Regions from separate parts of the Zea mays genome. Here region 2 is linked to region 1. Evidence: chromatin contacts called from public Hi-C data. All regions are on one chromosome and are shown on one strand. The core of a region is the stretch at or near the end of the contact, and the rest is flanking DNA. Distances in the headings are between cores, read along the strand shown. Region 1 holds the start of LOC100382682 (Protein kinase family protein with leucine-rich repeat domain). Region 2 holds the start of LOC100280900 (glutamate carboxypeptidase 2).

What was found. A called contact is a pair of places that touch in the nucleus more often than the background predicts.
Region 2: a contact with region 1 is called in a Hi-C map of ear, with 2.3 times the contacts expected there. The contact joins the promoter of LOC100280900 here to the promoter of LOC100382682 in region 1. A contact is called at or near these places in 3 of 25 Hi-C or Micro-C datasets (ear, leaf and tassel).

Annotation. Positions count from the first base shown.
Region 1 is chr3:204,444,563-204,448,498 of Zm-B73-REFERENCE-NAM-5.0, reverse strand. LOC100382682 (Protein kinase family protein with leucine-rich repeat domain) reads left to right here and starts at 1,609. Exons shown (of 2, transcript NM_001321472.1): 1 at 1,609-3,936. The coding sequence starts at 1,617.
Region 2 is chr3:204,583,327-204,586,981 of Zm-B73-REFERENCE-NAM-5.0, reverse strand. LOC100280900 (glutamate carboxypeptidase 2) reads right to left here and starts at 1,510. Exons shown (of 12, transcript NM_001153820.2): 1 at 398-1,510; 2 at 236-303. The coding sequence starts at 1,444.

The DNA of each region.
Region 1 (3,936 bases), core at 360-2,859:
CTGAGTTCAACGCAATTTACAACTGCAGCGCGGGGACACGAGTACGCATCGCTGCCTAAATCAGGTCCTGGTGAGCACGTCATTCGTTCAATTTAATTGCTATATCAGCAGCGATCTCATATTCTCGTTGTCATGTGCGTCACTTCATGCTTGACATTCCATTAAGTATATTTCTTTTTTTTTCTAAATTTTTATCGAGATCGTGTCAACAAGAAAGTATGCATTAGGCAATAAAAAAGAAAGAAAAAAGAGAAAGAGACATGATGAGTTTGCAGAAAGAGACACAATTAAGTTTGCGGAAACATTATGGTTTGTCTTATGTTAAGGTAAATGATATAATTTTTGAGTGGAGAGTTCTGTAGTTTAGTTTGTTGATGACATTGTTATCAAGAAATGTTACAGGAAACTTTTAAGACATTGTACAAATAATTTAATACGCTTTTTAATATTGTGTTAGTTTATCTGATAAATGTGTATATTAAATAAGTAAAGTTATATTTATGCAGCAGAGGTCATGATCTTTGAGTTCACTCCATGTCTCTAAAATGTCACCTTCGGCGCGCCCTATAATAGACATATTTTTCTATCTTAAATATAAGGAAGAGCAAGTCTTTTGTATATTAGTGTGCAAAAAGGAAATAGGGTCAATTTTGTTTTGAGAAGAGAAAAGCATCTAAGACTTTTTTTTTCGAATTTTAACATCTAAGACCGTGAGGTCCAGCATATTTCAAAGACCTATGTTATAAAACGATACCATTTGAAAAGCACAATGTAACATTATATTTTAAACTCGGAGATATTTGTTTGGCTGGTCCAAAAGAAACGTAACAGATACAACTAAAACACAAGGATGAGACCAGAGGGCGTTTTTCAAGGAGAGGTGGAATGGGTTATTTTTAAAAAAATGATATTTTTTAAAAGATCCCGACCTCCATCGTTGTGCCTTAGTTACATAGTTGCACCAATTCATTCGGTTACATCTAGTGGCAAAGGACCCATAAATTCGTCTTCTAGATCTTTTGTAGGCGGCTTGGCTTGTTTGTTTAAATTGCTACCTCCATACATGATACATGAAAAGAGAACGAACGTAGTAGTTGGACCGTTGAAAGAGGGCAGGATGGGGCTCCATCCTTCGGCCGCTCAAGCGATCAAGTCCAGGCCAGCCAACGACTAGCCGCCATGTCTGACCGGAGCCCTGGTATGTACAGTTTCCCTTGGCCGTCGGGAAGAAAGGTTACCATAGTTTGCGACGAACGGTCAAACACTATAACGAAATGATTACTCTAAACGGCATTAGCCTCTATACTGGTCAAACACTAATACACTATACAGCACTTCTGACTCTTCTCCCCGATCTACACCGAGCAAGGACGTTCCGTCCGGATCACCGTAATGCCGACGGGAAAAACACGAACTAATCCAGGAAATTAGAAGCTTCGCAGCAACGCGGGCTCATACTAGAGGGTAGCCCAGCCCCCAGCATACAGAAAAACAGGGGAACTCCGTTCCCACCGCATCCAGCTATCCCCACCCAGCGGGCAGCGGCTGACAACCGCAGCGGCCGCGAGCACCAGTCAGCACAACCAAACGCCCACGCCACGAAGCCGCCGGAGACAATGGCGCCACCGCGGCGCGCGTGCCCGTGCGCGCGCGCCTGCTTTGTCCTGCTGCTCGCGCTGCTCCCCTGCTGCCGCGTGCGCCGAGCGGGCGCGCAGTCGCAGCCGGCGGACGACAAGCATCTGCTGCTCCGGATCAAGAGCGCGTGGGGCGACCCGCCCGCGCTGGCGGTATGGAACGCCTCGTCCCCGGGCGCGCCGTGCGCCTGGACGTTCGTCGGGTGCGACACGGCCGGGCGCGTCACGAACCTCACCCTCGGCAGCGCCGGCGTCGCGGGCCCCTTCCCGGACGCCGTCGGCGGCCTCTCGGCGCTCACCCACCTCGACGTCTCCAACAACAGCATCTCCGGCGCGTTCCCGACCGCGCTCTACCGCTGCGCTTCGCTCCAGTACCTCGACCTGTCCCAGAACAAACTCACCGGTGAGCTGCCCGTGGACATCGGTCGCCGCCTCGGTGCGAACTTGTCCACGCTTGTCCTCAGCAACAACCAGTTCGATGGCAGCATCCCGGCGTCGCTCTCCAGCCTCTCGTATCTCCAGCATCTCACGCTGGACACCAATCGCTTCGTCGGCACCGTCCCGCCGGGTCTCGGTTCACTGACGAGGCTTCAGACGCTGTGGTTGGCGGCCAACCGGTTCGTCCCGGCCCAGTTGCCGGCGTCGTTCAAGAACCTCACCAGCATAGTCAGCCTCTGGGCATCACAGTGCAACCTCACCGGCGGCTTCCCGAGCTATGTGCTGGAGATGGAGGAGCTGGAGGTGCTGGACCTGTCCAATAACATGTTGACCGGAAGCATACCTGCGGGTGTTTGGAGCCTCAAGAACTTGCAGCAATTGTTTTTGTACGACAACAACTTCTCCGGCGACGTGGTGATTAATGACTTCGCCGCGACGAGCTTGACGCACATCGACCTTTCAGAGAATTATAAACTTACAGGACCCATCCCTGAAGCCTTTGGGCTCCTGAAGAACCTTACACAGCTGTACCTCTTCAGCAACAACTTCTCCGGCGAGATACCAGCGAGCATCGGCCCGTTGCCGTCACTGTCAATATTTAGGTTTGGCAATAACCGCTTTACTGGCGCGCTCCCGCCGGAGCTTGGAAAGTACTCAGGATTGCTCATTGTTGAGGCTGATTACAACGAGCTCACCGGTGCTATCCCCGGAGAGCTGTGCGCTGGAGGCAAGTTCCGGTACCTCACCGCCATGAACAACAAACTGACCGGGTCCATCCCGGCAGGCCTCGCCAACTGCAACACTCTGAAAACGCTGGCTCTAGACAATAACCAGCTCTCCGGAGACGTGCCAGAGGCTTTGTGGACGGCGACGCTGCTTAATTACGTGACACTACCGGGTAACCAGCTCTCCGGGAGTCTTCCGGCCACCATGGCCAGCAACCTTACGACGTTAGACATGGGGAACAACAGATTCAGCGGCAACATCCCGGCTACTGCAGTTCAGCTCAGGAAATTCACGGCCGAGAACAACCAGTTCTCCGGCCAAATACCGGCCAGTATTGCTGACGGGATGCCGCGTCTCCTGACACTGAACCTGTCCGGTAACAGGCTCTCCGGCGATATCCCGGTGAGCGTTACTAAGCTAAGCGATCTGACGCAGCTGGACATGAGCAGGAACCAGCTCATCGGAGAGATACCAGCAGAGCTGGGCGCCATGCCGGTGCTCAGCGTCCTTGACCTGTCGTCGAACGAGCTCTCCGGTGCCATACCGCCGGCGCTTGCGAACCTGCGACTCACCTCCCTCAACCTGTCCTCCAACCAGCTTAGCGGCCAGGTGCCGGCCGGCCTAGCCACCGGGGCCTACGACAAGAGCTTCCTGGACAACCCCGGCGTCTGCACCGCCGCTGCGGGAGCCGGGTATCTCGCCGGTGTGCGCTCCTGCGCCGCGGGGTCGCAAGACGGAGGCTATTCCGGAGGCGTCTCGCATGCGCTCCGCACGGGCCTCCTCGTCGCCGGCGCCGCGCTCCTCCTCATCGCCGCGGCCATCGCCTTCTTCGTGGCCCGCGACATCAGGAAACGGCGCCGCGTCGCGGCGCGGGGCCACTGGAAGATGACGCCTTTCGTCGTGGATCTTGGTTTCGGGGAGGAGTCCATACTCCGGGGCCTGACGGAGGCCAACATCGTCGGCCGCGGCGGTTCCGGCCGCGTGTACCGCGTCACCTTCACCAACCGGCTCAACGGGGCCGCAGGCGCGGTGGCCGTGAAGCAGATACGGACCGCCGGGAAACTGGACGGGAAGCTGGAGCGCGAGTTCGAGTCGGAGGCCGGCATCCTCGGCAACGTCCGGCACAATAACATCGTCA
Region 2 (3,655 bases), core at 261-2,760, 140 kb before region 1:
ATTGTTGGCAAAATTTGACAAATTTGTGAAGCGACGAACCATGAAGTCAATCGAAGAAACATCCAGAGTATAAAAATATGAAAATACTAGTACTCGGTGTGGACGGCTGACTAAGATAAGAATCGATAAGCGGGCATATGACATGTGCAATTCGGTGTCTTGTGCAGTTTTCCATTTTGCAGGCTGCAGTTAGCCAAAATTATGCAAATCTATACAGTTTCGAGAGACCAGTTACCTGTCAGGCTCCTCTTTTCCTTCTATCACCGCAAACACATTTTCGATTGTTGCTAAAGTCTCGTTTCCCTGCAAATCGTAAGTCAATAATCAGAAATTCGTCCTTGAATTCAGACAATACTACCCCACAGATAATGCTTGCGCTGACCACTGAGGCACTCACAATGTAGGTGAGGTTCAACACGGCCGGGCCGGGGCCGAGCCGGTACACGGGCGCGCCGTCGCCGCCCTGCCACTTGGGTGGCGCGACATCGCCGCCCATCGCCTTGAGGATTGTCTCCCCGTCCCTGGCCGACACTGGCAGCGCCGGGATGCCCGGCATCTCCTCGCTGCCGTCCAGCTCCTCCATGCTCAGCCGCTCGCAGTCGTCCCCAGCCGCGCACGACGGCCACAGCGGCGTGGTCGGATCGCCGTTCCCGTAGTACAGGGTCCCGACCTGAACGCCTGTCGGCGGCAGCCACCGCGCGTCGGGGAACCACTTGCGCTTCTCCCCCTTCGCCGCGCTCCCGCCGAAGTCCTTGGCATCGGTGTACACGATAGCGGCGGCGGCGCCCGCGGCGCGCGCGTTCCGCACCATGTCCTCGCAGTGGATGTCACCGTACCGCACGAGCGCGACCTTGCCCACGACGTCGACCCCGCGGGAGGCGAGGTAAGCATAATCCTCGTTGTGGCCGTAGTTGGCGTAGACGACCTCGGCGGTGACGGAGCCGGATCCCGAGTAGGCGAAGTACGTCGGGAGGACCTCCGCGGCGGCCTCAGCGTACGGGTCGCCTTTGTAGGTCTCTTGCACCAAGGAGAACGGCCTGGCGGCTAGGCCGGGCGCCGCGGCGAGGGAGAGGGAGCGGTGGACGGGGTAGGAGAGGAGAACCGAGTAAGGGGTGATGTGTGCTGGGAAGGAGAGGGAGGAGAAGGCGTGGAGCACGTAGCGGGCGGTGGCCGCGTTGGCCTCGGTGCCAGCGACGTGGGGGCGGAGGGTGAGCGCGCGTAGGTGGGCCGCCGCGGTGGCGTTGGAACCGAGGGAGAGGAATAGTGCGTGGTAGTGCGACGAATTGGTTGGCACGAGGAGGTGGTAGGACGCGACAAGAGCTGCCGTGACGGCGAGGAACGAGACGAACCTGCGCCTCTTGGCTGCGCCGCCACCGTTGGCGTCTGCGGGCGTGGGAGAGTGGAGGAGCGGCTGCCGCTGTTTACCGCAGCGAGACGTGGCCATGGCGCTCGAGCTAGAGCAAGACCTCAGGAGTCATGAGGTGGGGGAACTGACTAGGAAGGGGGGGGGGGGGGGGGGGGGGGGGGGGGGGGGGGGGGGGGGGGGGGGGGGAATGGGAGTGTATGCGAGCGTCGTCGGCGGGAGAGGTTCACCACTTTGGACTGGCTCATTACAATTACAACTTGGGTGGGGAACTCTTCAGAACGAGAAGAGAGAGAGATTATAAAAATCTTCGGTTTAGCAAATCTTTATTAATTGTTCAACCATTCACGATTTTTTATTAAATATACTTCAATTAAATTCAAGACGGCATTTTTACTTTTGTAGAGGATCATATGTTCATCTGCGTGCAAAAACGGACAGTAAAAAATATTACAGGTTTAGTTAAATTTAAATGGTAATAAGTTCGATCAAACTTAATAAAAATGACTCATATTTATAATATCACTAGTTAGCATTGTTATCTTCCGTGTACAAATTTAGTTAAAACTTATAAATGTAAATTCAGTTAAGTTTGTAAATGTTTAAATGTTAATGCTCTTATCTATAAAATATAGACTCGGTTTAAACTTACGATCCTTTGACTTTATCTAAACATATACTCCCTCCGTTTCTTTTTATTTGTCGCTGGATAGTGTAAAATTGCACTATCCAGCGACAAATAAAAAGAAACGGAGGGAGTAATGTTTTTAGACACACGATTCCTCTCCGCGGGTAGCAGCAGTATGGGACCGCTGTAGAGATTCTGGGAGTAGGAGAACGAATCTTCTGCGCCAATAATTTTAGGCCGGCAATTATTAACAAAAAACAGCTTTGTTTGGCGGTTGACCAATGACCGATCCTGTGTCCCTATATATTTCTGTCTCCAAACAGTTGCTCCAACTCCAACTGGGCGTTGCCAAACACCAGCACCGTGGGTGAAATTTGGTGCACGAATCATCGTCGAGGCTGCTCGGACTTTTCATCGGAGACCTGATCGTTCAGGTTCAGGTTCAGGTCGCAGTCATGTTCCTCTGAGGTTCACCGAAATGGTGAGCAAAGCGCCACCATGGCCATGGGGAAGGAATCAAATCAGACGCCGGGTACCGACGAGGAAGGAATGAGACCATGAGCAGGGTGATTGATCATCTATAGCCCTGGGTTCCTAAAACGATAGGGTTAGAGAATGAAGGGACTGCAAATTGGCGGCAGTTATACCTTGATATGGTCTGATGGACAAATGTTTCGTAAGGCTATCCTCCCGACTCCCGAGGCCACATTGCAAACAGAATGGAGACAGTCCTGAAGCCTAAAGCGGATAGGGATGAAAAGTGGGTATCCAACAAGAAGTTGTTCGTCTGCTGGCTAGACAGCTGCTCCACAGCCATCCTATAAAAACATCATGAACTGTCTTTATCCGAGATCAAATCTCCGAGCGAAGCCGCATGCTTCGAAGGTACGAATCTCGCAAAAAATTATGGTTTCAGATGAAGGTACAAACGCTGTCCTCGAGCTTCAGAGTTGTCGTTGGAGGTTAGAAGGTGAACAATTTTTATTTCAGTTTTACAGGTGTCGAGTTTGACCAAAGTCGAGCATACAAAGAAGTTAAATTGTCGCTTTTGACCAAAGTCGCCTATTTATATTGTGATTACACGTCGCAGTCTGCTACCTCTTTGGAAAAAATGTGAGGTCTTGCTCCTTGTTCAAGGAAGTTTTCTAATTGTTGCTTATGAGCCTTGCTAAGGTATTATGTAACATGTTTCTTTGTTTTTATTTGCCATATTTATGGTTTGATTGAGTCCTTTTTGTGTTAGATGTCTGGTGTTTAGGAAATTCCCGATGTGCCTTGGCCTAATTATGAGGATGATCTAGCAGATGTCAAAATTTCTAAGTCAGGACTTGTTCATGATAACGCCAAGCCATGGAGGTTTTGGAAAGTCCCTGATGGATGAGGCAACTCGCTCCTTTTGTTTAGAGAAAAAAGCATTATTAAGAGAAAGTGTGGTGTTTACCACAGAATGAGACAGTCCTATAGCCTAAAGCGGATAGGAATGAAAGTGGGTAGTCAAGAAGTTGTTGGTCTGCTGCCTAGACAGCTGCTCCACAGCCATCCTACAATATTCTTTTGTGATAGGGCCACACCCACAGGAATACAGCTGCAGCCTGCAGTCGCGGCAAAGTACAGCCGAAAACATGTTAAGACAAATTTAATATTTTAAATATAGATATAAACAA